Linked DNA regions of Sus scrofa: regions 2 and 3 are each linked to region 1. A link is a contact called in public HiChIP or PLAC-seq data. All regions are on one chromosome and are shown on one strand. The core of a region is the stretch at or near the end of the contact, and the rest is flanking DNA. Distances in the headings are between cores, read along the strand shown.

Evidence for each region. HiChIP or PLAC-seq counts read pairs in DNA pulled down with a chosen protein or histone mark.
Region 2: an H3K27ac HiChIP or PLAC-seq map of skeletal muscle shows a contact between it and region 1, with 9 times the contacts expected there. The contact joins the promoter of PUS10 here to the promoter of COMMD1 in region 1. A contact is called at or near these places in 1 of 47 Hi-C or Micro-C datasets (heart right ventricle) and 2 of 2 datasets of contacts at active chromatin or transcription factors (alveolar macrophages and skeletal muscle).
Region 3: a contact with region 1 is called in an H3K27ac HiChIP or PLAC-seq map of alveolar macrophages. The contact joins the promoter of C3H2orf74 here to the promoter of COMMD1 in region 1. A contact is called at or near these places in 1 of 5 promoter capture datasets (fetal liver), 4 of 47 Hi-C or Micro-C datasets (embryonic fibroblasts, fetal skeletal muscle, heart right ventricle and 1 more) and 1 of 2 datasets of contacts at active chromatin or transcription factors (alveolar macrophages).

What each region holds. Positions count from the first base shown.
Region 1 is chr3:79,912,097-79,916,596 of Sscrofa11.1, reverse strand. COMMD1 (COMM domain-containing protein 1) reads left to right here and starts at 2,628. Exons shown (of 3, transcript XM_021087480.1): 1 at 2,628-2,821. The coding sequence starts at 2,645.
Region 2 is chr3:80,789,036-80,793,535 of Sscrofa11.1, reverse strand. It overlaps PUS10 (putative tRNA pseudouridine synthase Pus10), which reads right to left and starts at 2,292. Exons shown (of 19, transcript XM_021087518.1): 1 at 2,070-2,292. The coding sequence starts at 2,257. It overlaps PEX13 (peroxisome biogenesis factor 13), which reads left to right and starts at 2,429. Exons shown (of 4, transcript XM_003481205.4): 1 at 2,429-2,599. The coding sequence starts at 2,508.
Region 3 is chr3:80,648,513-80,653,012 of Sscrofa11.1, reverse strand. C3H2orf74 reads left to right here and starts at 1,929. Exons shown (of 4, transcript XM_021087505.1): 1 at 1,929-4,500.

The sequences.
Region 1 (4,500 bases), core at 1,379-3,878:
TTTTCATTGAATAACTTTTTTTTTGGTCTTTTTAGGACTGCACCCGTGTCATATGGAGGTTCCCAGGCTAGGGGTCCAATCGGAGCTGCAGCCCTGGCAGCCTATGCCACAACCACGGCAACGAGGGATCCGAGCCATGTTCTGCGACCTATACCACAGTTCACGGCCACGCCAGAGTCTTAACCCATTGATTGAGGCCAGGGACCGAACCCGAGTTCTCATGGATGCTGGTCGGGTTCATTAACTTCTGAGCCACGATGGGAACTTCTTCACTGAATAACTTTTTATAATACAACAGTATTACATGTACATTGTAGGAAATCAGAAAAATCAGATAAGCAGAAAGAAGCAAATAAAAGATCCACAATTACTCAGAAGTACACCACTCTGTAACCATGTTGGTGGATAACTTTCCAGATTTTCTCTAGGCAGGTTGATAGATTAAACTATATTAACCTGAGGAAAATATTGCAATTTAAGTTACAAACATTTGTACTACTAATGTATAAAGAGCTCTTAGAAATCACTGAAGTGACAGAAACCTCTATTGAAGGTGGACAAGGAAAATGCTGGATAAATATTAAAGTAGTCTAGATCAGTTATTCTCAATGGGGTGGCATTACTTTGAAAGGGGTATTTCAGTTGTGACAATAATGGAGGGGGAGGAATGGCCCAGGCTGGACAAGCACTGGGGATATAAGACATCTTGCCATGCAGGGAACATTCATGTAAGTGATAAATCTACTTTACCTACTTATTTATTATTGTCTGAGCCTGAAATCGAACATTTACATATTGAAATGCATAATGTTATAAACTGCTATCTTCTTATTATTTATTTTTGTGGCTGCACCCTTGGCATATAAAAGTTCGTTTTCAAAATTTGACTGTTGGGAAGTTCTTGCTGTGGTGAAGCTAAAACGAATCCGACTAGGAACCACGAGGTTTTGGGTTCGATCCCTGGCCTTGCTCAGTGGGCTAAGGATCTGGTGTTGCCATGAGCTCTGGTGTAGGTCGCAGACGCGGCTCAGATCCCGTGTTGCTGTGGCTGTGGCATAGGCTGGCAGCAACAGCTCCGATTAGACCCCTATGCTGGGAACCTCCATAAGCTGCAGGTTCGGCCCTAAAAAGACAAAAAACAAAAACAAAAACAAAAAACCCAAAATTTGATTGTTGAAAGTTTTTTTTTTTAAATTATTCCTCTACACCTTTGCCTTGTAAAAGCATAAGGGTTAAATATAATTAAAGGCAAGCCAATGATTCTTTAAAAAAAATCTACTTTTGGAGTTCCGTCTTGGCGCAGTGGAAACGAATCTGATTAGGAACCATGAGGTTGTGGGTTTGATCTCTGGCCTCACTCAGTGGGTTAAGAATCCTGTGTTGCCCTGAGCTGTGGTGTAGGTCGAAGATGCGGCTTGGATCTGATGCTGAGGCTGTGGTGTATGTAGGCTGGCAGCTGTAGCTCCGATTGGACCCCTAGCCTGGGAATCTCCATATGCAGAGGGTGCGCCCTAAAAAGGAAACAAAACAAAACAAAACACCCCAGAAAACCAACCTACTTTCTATCTTTATGGATTTGCCTATTCTGGACATTTCATATAAATGGGATCATTATACAATATCTGTCTTTTTGTGTTTGTTTTTTACTTAGCAAGCTTTTTTTTTTTTGTCTTTCTTTTTGTTGTTGTTGCTACTTCCTGGGCCGCTCCCGCGGCATATGGAGGTTCCCAGGCCAGGGGTTGAATCGGAGCTGTAGCCACCAGCCTACGCCAGAGCCACAGCAACGCGGGATCCGAGCCGCGTCTGCAACCTACACCACAGCTCACGGCAACGCCAGATCGTTAACCCACTGAGCAAGGGCAGGGACCGAACCCGCAACCTCATGGGCAACCTCATGGTTCCTAGTCGGATTCGTTAACCACTGCGGCACGACGGGAACTCCTACTTAGCAAGCTTTTAAAGCTCATCTATGAGGTAGTCTGTATCAGAAACTCATTCTTTTACTAGTGAATAATATATTGATTTTTTTTTAATTACACGAGAAAGAAGTTATGTTATCCATGCACTTCATTTAAGGATAGTAAAAGGAGCATTGGTTCAGAGTCACTGCTCTAGCTGGGAAGACAAGGCATATGTATGCAAAAAGGCAATTAACAACACAAGCAAACATGTTAAATTTAGGGTATAGTTAAATTTTCTTGGACAAAAGGTGCCCAGGTAAGTATTAGGGAGAGATCAGATTTGTGTGATGGATCCTACAGTTATTGGATTAGTCAAGCCTGATTCAGAAACAGCCATCCAAAAATTAAAACTGCCCCTGCAGTCAATACTAATCCTTCTCAGGTGATCTCCATCAAATGGTCTTTCCTGTGAATAATTTCTGGAGTGATGATGGAAATCAGAGGAAACAAAGTGAGCCAAGCGGAACCAAGTAGATCTGAAAGCTCCGTCGTGTCAACCCAAGGCTTGGGTTTTGTAAAGCTGGGAGCTGCCAGCACCGCCCCCTGCTGGAACTCCACCGCCACTTTCCTCGCGCGTTTTTGCCCAGCTGTTTAGGCCCATCTCGGCCGCCGTGTGTATGTGTGTGTGTGGGGTGGGGGGGGGGGCTGCGTTTAGCCGTTAGGGGGCGGGGCCTCCGCTAACCATGGCCGGCGAGCTGGAGGGCTCCAAACCCCTCAGCGGGCTGCTGAGCGGCCTGGCCCAGGACGCTTTCCACGGGCACCCAGGCATCACAGAGGAGCTGCTGCGGAGCCAGCTCTATCCAGAGATGCCACCTGAGGAGTTCCGCCCCTTTCTGGCGAAGATGAGGGGGATCCTTAAGGTACCGTTCCTCCCTGCAGCCTCCGCCACGGAGTCCTGCCTTGTCCCCGCCGCCCTCAGACTCGTCCCCCCAGAAGCTGAAAGGCTTCCCTCCTCAGACCGCTACTGCTTATGTTGCACTTTACGCTCCTTCATATCCCAGGCGCTCGCCCTGTCGCCTCCTCTCACTTAATGAGGGCTCCCCCCACCAGTGCCGACTGACAGCCGGGGAGAGGACTCAGGTTTTTTTCTCCATACAGTTATCTACCGTCGTGTAGGTCACGAACGATTTTGAGTTGTCTTGGTAGATCTGTGCACTGCATACTTTTTAACATTAAGAGCGATCAGGCCATCAGTTTTACCGGGTCATGGAAGTGTTTGAGTGTTAAACAAGCGAGCAAATGTATACCGGGACAAGGGATGGATTAGTTGGGTGATCCCCTAAACTGCAGTCCACTGGTTGGTTAAGGGAGCACGTCACCATCATGAAGTCAAAGCGTAGCTCAGCCTGTCCAACAGAAATGTAATGAGTGTGTTGCAGAAATTTGATTTCTGTCTGTTGGTGCTGAATTGAAACGCAGAGACAGAGTTTTGGGTAAAGGAGAAAAAGATTGCTTTATTGCTTTGCCAGGCAAAAGCCCCCTCCCTCCCCCAGCCAGGGGTTTAGGTGGTTTTATAGTTTGGGGAGTGGAATTAGGGCTGTAGATAAGGATCAGGCAAGAGGCAAGCTTGCATTGCTTCTCAAAGCTGGTGTTTTGTGGCCTCAGGACTGGTTCTGGTGGGCCGCCTTCTTACCCGGAATGAAGAAAGCTTCATCAGGAAGTTCTTCCATTCGTTGGAGATTTTAATTGTACAGACAGGCTCAGAGATATTGTTATGTATATTCCTTGAGATGGAACCAGGACCCTGCCCCATGGCTTTGCTGCTCCTCCCTGGTCTCTACATCCACCTCCCTTCCCTGATTAGCAGCTGCTCTTTGGAACTCAGGGAAGATCTTGGAGGCTGAGGCTTATTCCCTAAAAACAAGAAATGGAGGACACAGAAAGACTTGTGTGCTAGGAGCCCCACAGGGCACTAGCTCTGTTACAAGAGCCAAACACAGACTTTTACATTTTCTAGTAGCCACGTTAAAGAAGAAGAAGAGTTCCCATTGTGGCTCAGTGGTTAACGAACCTGACTAGTATCCATGAAGATTTGGGTTCAGTCTCTGGCCTTGCTCAGTGGGGTAAGGATTCGGCGTTGCTGTGAGCTGTGGTGTAGGTTGCAGATTCGGCTTGGATCCCGCATTGCTGTGGCTGTGGTGTAGGGCGGCAGCTACAGCTCCAGTTCTTCCCCTGGCCTGGGAACTGCCATATGCCTTGGGTACTGCCTTAAAAAAAAAAAAAGCACAAAAGACAAAAAAAAAAAAAAAAAAAAAAAAAAGGAGAGAGAAAAAGATGAAATTAGTTTTAATATTTTATTTAATCTTAATATCCAAAGTATTACTTTTTCACATGTAATCAGTACATAAAGCATTCATAAGATATTTTATATTATTTTTTCACTAAGTCTTTGAAACGTGGTATGTATTTTACACTTAAAGCGCATATCAATTTGGACTAGTCACATTTCAAGTGCTCAATAGTCACTTGTCACTAATGGCTACTGTATTGGACGATGGTTTAGACTAAGAACTAGTCACAGGAGCGAATTTGGTAATGA
Region 2 (4,500 bases), core at 1,043-3,542, 880 kb before region 1:
TGGCCAAGTGGGTTAAGGATCTGTTGTCACTGCTGTGGCACAAGGACTCCATCCCCTGGCCCACAACTTTTGCATGCAATGGGAGGCCAAAATAAACAAACAAGCAAAAACAACCCACTACTTACCTGCAAGTTTCTAAATGTCTGTGGCCACTTATCAAAAGTAGATACTTGACACAAAATAATGACAAAGACAGATAGATAGTTCTATGGAACTCTTTACCAAAAAAATCAGTTCTGCAGGGAGGACTACAGAAAACTAATTGACTGTGGCTGGCTTCTAATTCAGGAGATTATGTGAGTTGGCAGGGAGGGTAAGGGAAGGAAATCAGGCTTGTCTAAACACACCAGTGAAACTTTCAGATACCTGAAACAGTGACTGAGGGTTGCCTAAGTAAATTTGAGCTCAAGAAAGTACAGAATATGTGGAGAGCAACCTCTACATAAGGAAGCTCTGTGATCATTATTATTTACATATGAATCTGAATCCCTTCCCCCAGCCCAGTCAGCTAGTTTGATGCTGAGAAGGGATTAGGATTCTTTGAGGAGATGATAATCAGCATTTAAAACGTATCCCTGATTGCATTCTCCTCACAGAGAAATTGTTCTGTCACTCCCTTTAAATTATCTTCTCCCGTTGTAAATAAACTATACTGCAATAAAACTTTTAAAAATGAAAAAAAATTATCTCCTTTCCATTAGCTAAGGTCAAGGATTTCATTTAATTGAGAATTAACCTTCAACACAGAGAAACAAATAAATCCTACTGACCAATAAATAAATCCATGAGTGAGTGCTTAAAAAGGGCAATTTGTATCAAAGATTTCCCTGGAGACTTAAGTTAAATAGTTGTATTAAAATGTATACTTCCCCCTCCCCTTGCTGGGCCTTTCCTTTAAAGACAACGTTTCTCCTGTAGTTCACTAGATTAAAGGTATCACGACAGTCAGTAAATGACACAGTGCAATCTCTTGGCTCTGAAAAGTTCCCAAACCTGTTCAGAATTACAAAACCTTGAGTAACTAACTGCAAGAGGTTTTAAAAAAACAAAACCCTCCTCCATATGTGTTAATAATGAAACTTATAAACCTCTCAAGATCATTTTCGCGTAGCAACAATCTAGCGACTTTTCAAGAAAGTTAACATTATTAGGAGAAAATACTTTATGCCTTAAGGCAGTTTCACCTTGATGTACTGCACTGAAATGACAGGCTTTTATAAGACATCAGAAATCAGTTGTTCCATATTAGATTTATTATCTTTGAAAGCAAGCCCTGAGAAATATACCCCATACTGTAAGGTTTTCGCTGTTGGTTACCTTTAAAATGTTTGCTTTTCGTTTACATGTTTACACAAAGAACTGGAACTTCTCATTGCAAAAGAACCTCTCCCACGTGTTAAGATCCCTACGGGGATGGAGTCCCTCTCCACAAACCAATGGCCCCGTCTCTAGTTTACCAGAGGAAAGGATGGATTTTCCTTTCTCACACGATTACAGAAACTACTGCAGTCAAGGAGGCAGCAAAATAACCAGGCTGAGTCTAATCCTGTAATCTTTTCGAACTTATTTCCATACAGAAGGGGGTCATTCTTCTTGTGGGGTGGGGGTGGAGTGTGGATTTCCAAAGGAGGCACTCCTAACTTCATTGCGCCACTGATAAACACTCAGCAGTGGAATCCACTCTAGATTTCTGGAAAGTTCATCCCCAAATCTAACCTCGAGTCTTTCCTGTGGCCAACCAAGCAAGCCTTGCTCCCCTTAAGTCAGGTCCAAGAAACTTCCGACTCACCGCCCTGCTACCAAAGCTTCTGCAGCTGGTGGGAAACGATCTCCTCCATCCACACCTCTCCAGAACCCTGTCCGCACCCCCTCACTTCAAATCTCCCCACCTCACCTTCTCCCACGACGCCGGAGCCTGAGATTTAACCCCTTCCAGCCCTCCAGTGGGAACGGGGAGGACTAAAGACAACGCACCAATTGCGTCTAGCAATTCTGTTCCCCGAGGAAACATGAGCTTTAGAAAGAAAGTACCAGCTGCTAACTCGAGGACTGAGTGGAGTCTCCCCTACCTGTTTGCAGGGAAATCAGTCGAGCTGCCACACAGACCGGCACCCCCCCCCCCGCCCCGCGGGGACAGGAATGCGTGGGGCACTATTCCCGGCTGGAGCCGGACTTGTCCCAAATAAGCTTCCGTGGGACTCCGATGTCTAGGATACTGTAGCCGCTGCCAGAAGTATCGATAAGCTCCTACCCTCATCGGGTTTAGAATGGAAATCCTTCTAGGTCAAAGAAAAAGAGAGCATTTCTTCCCCTGGATTAGTGGTATCCTAATAGACTGTAGTCCCAGCCGCAAAGCTCCACAAGTCACAACCTGACTGCAGAGACAGGCCGGGTGGAGGGTTCCGCGCTCTGCAAGTTGTGCCTTGCGCGCAAACGGATGGTGTCCCCGGGCCTGGAGAGTCCCGGCTCAGAGCCCAGTGCAGAGCGGCAGCCGAGAGGAGGTGGAGATGGCGTCCCAGCCGCCTCCTCCCCCTAAACCCTGGGAGACCCGCCGGATTCCGGGGGCCGGGCCGGGACCGGGACCTGGCCCCACTTTCCAGTGAGTGTTTGATTCTTCTGGCCACGAGTTTTGTGGGCCGGAGCGGGCACTTGGTAAGGGGCGGTTGAGGCCGTTATTAGGGGTGAGGTGTCCCCTCCCCCTCTCATCCAGTCCCCACCCCGCCCCCCAGCCTTAAGCGGGTCGAGGTGCTGCCGGGGCGCCAGCAACGGGAATTTCAGTGTCGGATAGTTGCTTCTGGCTCGGCGGTTTTCGGTAGCGACGTTTTCCAGGGGGCTTCTGGGTCCCGGGGCTTGGAAGAAACGGTGCGGCTGTTTCTTCTGTTTGCGGGACACTCTGACGGAACTGTTTGACTCTTCTACCTCCGCCACCCCTACCCTTCTTCCCCTTAAAGAGTTAGACTTTCGGTTCGTAGCTGCTCAGAGAGGCATTTGCCCAGCCCCGGTTTGATAGGGAACAAAGTCTCAAGCCTTTAACCATTTCTCAAGTTGGTGAAAAGTCAGCAGGTCACATTTAACGCAACTGGAGCTCAAGCCTATACACAGTGCATTCTTTTCCAGCTTACGTAAAGCAATGAAGTTTTGGAAAAGCAACTTTAAAGCAGGAGTTGAGAACTGAGGCCTATGAGTGGCCTTTGTGTGCTAGATAGAGTGTGATTTTTCTAAGCCTGTGAGATATTGTTTTGTTGTAATCAATGTTAAATAGATTTACAGCTCAAAAAAAGTTAAAATAGAATAAAAGAGGAAATTTCACAGCCTTGTGTGTTTTGTGTTGAGTAGATCTGGACATCTTAATTCAAGGAAGAAAAACTCGAATGTCAAATCCCTACTGTGGTAGGTTTACCTAAATAAAAATCCCCAACAGGGGGACACAGCTTTTTGAGGACATGGGTTAGCTGTGACAAAGCAATAAAACTATTATTTTCTCCTTCACACCCCCACCCACCCCAAATTCCCAACGCACTGGAATGTATTTCTGCTATGTTTTAAAATCTCGTAATCTTTTCGCTCAGCGCTTAGGAGCCCGACTAGTATCCGCGAGGATGCTAGTTCGATCCCTGGCCCCGATCAGTGGGTTAAGGATCCTGCGTTGCAGTGAGCAGTAGGTCGCAGATGCCTCTTGGATTCTGTGTTGCTGTGGCGGTGGCTATGGCGAGCAGCTGCAGCTCTGATTCCACCCCTGGCCTGGGAACTAGCATTTGCCGCAGGTGCTGCCCTAAAAAGCAAAACGAACAAAAAACTTGTAATCTCCGAGTTCCCGTCGTGGCTCAGTGATTAACGAATCCGACTAGGTTCGGCGTTGCAGTGAGCTGTGGTGTAGGTTGCAGACGCGGCTGGGATCCCACGTTGCTGTGGCTCTGGCGTAGGCCTTTGGCTATAGCTCCGATTAGACCCCTAGCCTGGGAACCTCCACATACCGCGAGTGCAGCCCTAGAAATGGCAAAAAGACCAAAAAAAAAAAAAAAAAAAAACTTGTAATCTTTTGTTAAGATGCTTGAACACAGTTGCTGCTTTACTCAATAAGTACGTAACAAGTAATAACCTTCAATTATGCTGTTAAGCTGGAGTGACACTTTCTGCTACCTTTTTTTTAATAAGTGGTTTGACTTTTTAAAAAAATTTGGACTGGCCTTTGGAAGAGAGAGATTTTATTGCATCTGTTAGAGTTCTGTTTATGTTAAATTAACCATTTTTCCACTTTCTAAGAAATATGAATTATTTTAAATATGTAGAGACTGGTAGAGAGTAAAATGATGAATACTTGTGTATTTGCTCCCAGCTTAAAGAGATATTAACATTTTGCCAGATTTACTTCAGTTTTTTAAAAAAATAAAAATTGGACCAGTTAAACCTTATCATTTTTTTCCTGCAGTAACTACTAAACCTGTTTGGTTTTTAGTATACACAAAGTTTTTATACTTTAGTACCTAGGTTGTGGTTACA
Region 3 (4,500 bases), core at 680-3,179, 740 kb before region 1:
GGCAACATCGGATCCCCAACCCACTGAGCAAGGCCAGGGATCGAACCCTCAACCTCATGGTTCCTAGTCGGATCGTTAACCACTGAGCCATGAGGGGGACTCCTTAAAATGCATTTTTTTTTTTTTTTTGTCTTTTTGCTATTTCTTTGGGCTGCTCCCGCGGCATATGGAGGTTCCCAGGTTAGGGGTCGAATTAGAGCTGTAGCCACTGGCCTACACCAGAGCCACAGCAACGCAGGATCCGAGCCGCATCTGAAACATACACCACAGCTCACGACAACGCTGGATCCTTAACCCACTGAGCAAGGGCAGGGACTAAACCCGCAACCTCATGGTTCCTAGTCAGATTCGTTAACCACTGCGCCACGACGGGAACTCCTAAAATGCATTCTTTTAATTTTCACATACACTGGAACACAGATATATTTAAAGAAATCTTTAAAGATTATTCAATTAAACTAAGGAGCATTGTGTGCTAGATAATGTTGGTTGCTTTTTTTCCCATTTGCTAAATAGAATTCAACTTTTGTTCAGGTATTAAGCGGTGAAATGCTTTCAAGGGAAGCTGGCCTTAACCCACTGATCAAGGGTAGGGATGGAACCTTTGACCTCATGTACTAGTCAGGTTTGTTTCCCCTGAGCCACAACGGAAACTTCTAGAAGATGAATTTCGATTAGTCCAGGCTAGTAATGGTGAGTCAAGTTCCCTTACCAGTGATTCATTTAAGAATGACCATGTGATTATGAATAATGAAAGGTGAGGAAAAGTCCACTGTGGAGCTTCTGGGAAATTTCCCCGATGTTTAAAACTAGGCATGAGTAAGGGATGTACTTTTCTTCCCTTTCAGGCCTTTGGATGTTGTAATATCAGAACATTAAGATTGGAGTTGCTAAAACTGCATTGTAGTCATGAGTGGAACCAAGAGAGAACCAAGCTGCTACACTGAGAGATGGAAGAGGAGAACAACTTAAAGTCTTGGGCTTGGGTAACTTTTTGGCTAAATGACTTTTCAGGGCTTTTTGTGAGAAAATGTGATTCTTTTATTGTTTCAGGCAGTTGAATTGGATTTCCTGTTACTTGCAAGCAAATACATCCTAACAGATCCCACATTTTTGGGGCCATGGTCATAGCCTGGCGGCTACAGCTCTGATTTGACCCCTAGCCTGGGAACTTCCTTATGCCATGGGTGTGGCCTAAAAAGCAAAAATACAAAAATAAAAATAAAAACAGAACTCATCATCCCTGGAATATCTGGGCAGTTTGTGGAAGAGTGTTCTGCAAGTGGGAAATGATGGGCTTCTTGCTAAAAGGACTTTTGGCTAATTAAGCAATTGTTTGGAAAAACAGGCCATAAAATTTACCATGAGAAATGTGCCTTCCCTGTACCAGGAAGAGAAGAAAACCCTTATCACTATAGGCTGGGAATAGATGCTGAAGTGGATCGCTATATACAAACTTACTGAAATAACTCATCTGTTTTGCCCTGCCCTCATCTATCTTGTAGCCACCTTTCCATAATTTACTGTGCCTAGACCAGACCCCTTTGCCTTGTCATTTCTTCATAAGTTTATTGTTTCTTTGTCTAAAAGGTATAAATGCTTTCTAATCTAGTCACTCCTTTGGATCTTCATTCTCTTGTGATGGTCCCATGTATATGTATGCCTTCCTCCTGCTAATATTTTTTTTTTTTTTTTTTTTGTCTTTTGTCTTTTGTTGTTGTTGTTGTTATCTCTTGGGCCACTTCCTCGGCATATGGAGGTTCCCAGGCTAGGGGTTGAATCGGAGCTGTAGCCACCGGCCTACGCCAGAGCCACAGCAACGCGGGATCCGAGCCGCGTCTGCAACCTACACCACAGCTCACAGCAACGCCGGATCGTTAACCCACTGAGCAAGGGCAGGGACCGAACCCGCAACCTCATGGTTCCTAGTCGGATTCGTTAACCACTGCGCCACGACGGAAACTCCAGCAGTTTTTTGTTTTTTTTTGTTTTTTTTCCTCCTGCTAATATTTCTTAATGCCAGTTAAATTCTAAGGCCCAGCTGGAGACCCTATGAGGGTAGAGAAGAATTTTTCCTCCCCTATACTCTCGTCAGCTTAGAAACACCTCAGCTCATACTTTAAATCATCCCTCTTGACCCAACATTTACCCTTCAGCCACTATCCTGTTTCTCTATTCTCCCTCTCAGCAAAAACTGAATTTTTCCTCAGCAGTGATCTTCAGAGTTTTTTGCCTACAACACCCTAGAAGAATTTTGTAAAGTTATGTACCCCTTTGGCATGTTTTTAGTTTAACATTTACATTTTTTCATATTGTTTACATAGTTGCAAAGGCTGTGATTTCCAGAATAATGTAAACGTTGGTGTTTTAACATTGCCACATCAATCTTTAAAATATCCAGTACATCTAAATATGATATTCATCATTCACTAAAAAACCAAAAGCAATTTAAAAAGCTTATCTTTAGCACACAAATTGTACATCACTCCTTTGTTTAAGTTAGCTCTAGTTCTAATTCACTTCCCCCACAGAATTTTATCCTGATATATCTTCAAAGTCTTTTGTTTACCTATCATACTTCTTTGGAAAAAGTGTATATGAAATTAAAATGTTTACATTTCCCATGACCAGAAGGCTCTAAAAGATAACGTGTCTTGTGGATTTATTGTAATTATTCAAACATAAAAGATCAAAATCACATTGAAGTAACATTTTATGGAAATGCTGTCAATGAAATGAGTAGATTTTTTTCAATTGGCTTATATTTTTGAGGATAGCTCAAAAAGGTTGGGACTCAGCATCAATTTTATTTCAATTTTTTATTATAAAAACTTGTTCACCTTACTGAGTCAGAAGAAAAAAAAAAGAAGAAATTCTATTACAGCAGTATCAGTTATTTCTTTGGACTCCTAAATTAATGCCAAAAATTACTGTGTACTATCATCACATTATTATCTATCATCTTTCTCAATTTGATTGAAAGAATATGAAAACATCTGACTTTCAAGATAATTTCTTGGAGCTACTGCTTTCTCAACTTGATGTCCATGTCTTGAATTGTCACTGTGCTGTGTCATCCCTGGACATTTTACACCCCAGAGAGATGTGCTGTTGTTATAGCCAGAGGAGATACATACCTTTCTCTTGTAAAAAGGGAAAAGGGTGACTGAAAGCTGAAGTGAGAAAGGAGAGGCTGTGCCCACAACAAAGACTTGCTCTTGGGAAGAGCATTTTTAGGAAAATGCACCTTTAGAAAAGAGTTTATCTTAAATGGAGGACTTGAAATTTGATCCCTTGAAAAGTCTTTGGGTTCCCTAGTTTGAAGACCACTGATATATACATGCTTTTTCTACTGACCTCTATTCACTCTTAAAATCCACCCTCCTTGCACCCCTGTCGCCACGCCATTGAAAATACTTTTACAAAGGCCATCAACAATATCCACACTGGTAAGTCCAAATAAACACCAAGACTAAGAAGCAGTTACAAGCTTCAGGACAAAATAAAAAGAAATTCTAGGAAGTTAAGGATAGGGCATTGCTATAGATGTGGCACAGGCCGCAAGTGCAGCTCGGTTCCAATCCCTGGCCTAGGAACTCCCACATGCCTTGGGCAAGGTCAATAAAAAAATTTCTAACTCTAATGCAGAAATCTGACCCAAAGTTGCTCTTAAAGAATTTTCTCTCACAGTGGTCAAGCACTCTGTGCCCATTTTATAGTGAACATTACTAATAAAGACCTGGACGTAGGGTACATTAGTTTAGGGACAGGTCTCCCCATCCATCTGGCTCCAAATAGGAATGCCACAGTTGTGCAAGAACTTTGATGAAGCATCTCACAAGGTATGGGCAGCTTCTGAAATGGTAGGAAGAACCGTGTTTTCAAGATGTATTTGCCTCAGCCAATCTCCATCACACCTTTTTACCAGGTACTATTTGACATTGAAGTCTATTTATTTAGAAAGGGAAATTTAAAATATTAAGGTAATGTTTGGCAGAACTCATTTAAAAAATTCACTGGTTCCCAAAGAAACTCTTCTTTTCAAATCACAGATAATCAGAGACTGAGCATAAGATGTTTTTCAAGGAGGGGAGAGTAGAGCCAACATTATAGCTCTTGGTTGGAGAAAACAGTCCTCAGACTTCCAGAACCACCTCTCCAGGATTTAGTTTTAAAATGCTGGGCATTGTCTCTAGGAGCTTTCAAAAAAGTCTCACAAAATGCAGAAACATGACTGGTGCAGCACCTTTTTCGGAGTGGATGGCATCTTCCGATAAGGTTTAACTCTTCATCGCGTCAACCAAACTGAGAAGTCAGAGCATCTTCTTCTCTCTTTGTAAACAATAGATTCCCTCGCCCCGCCCCGGGCTTTTCCGTCTGGGCGCCTCTCTATAGTGCAGCTTATGGAACACGAAGAGTATATAGCCTAGTATTAAGCTCTTGACGCCCTTGAAGGTCATTTATCACTAACTTCCTCAATATAAAGCATCAATTCGAAAA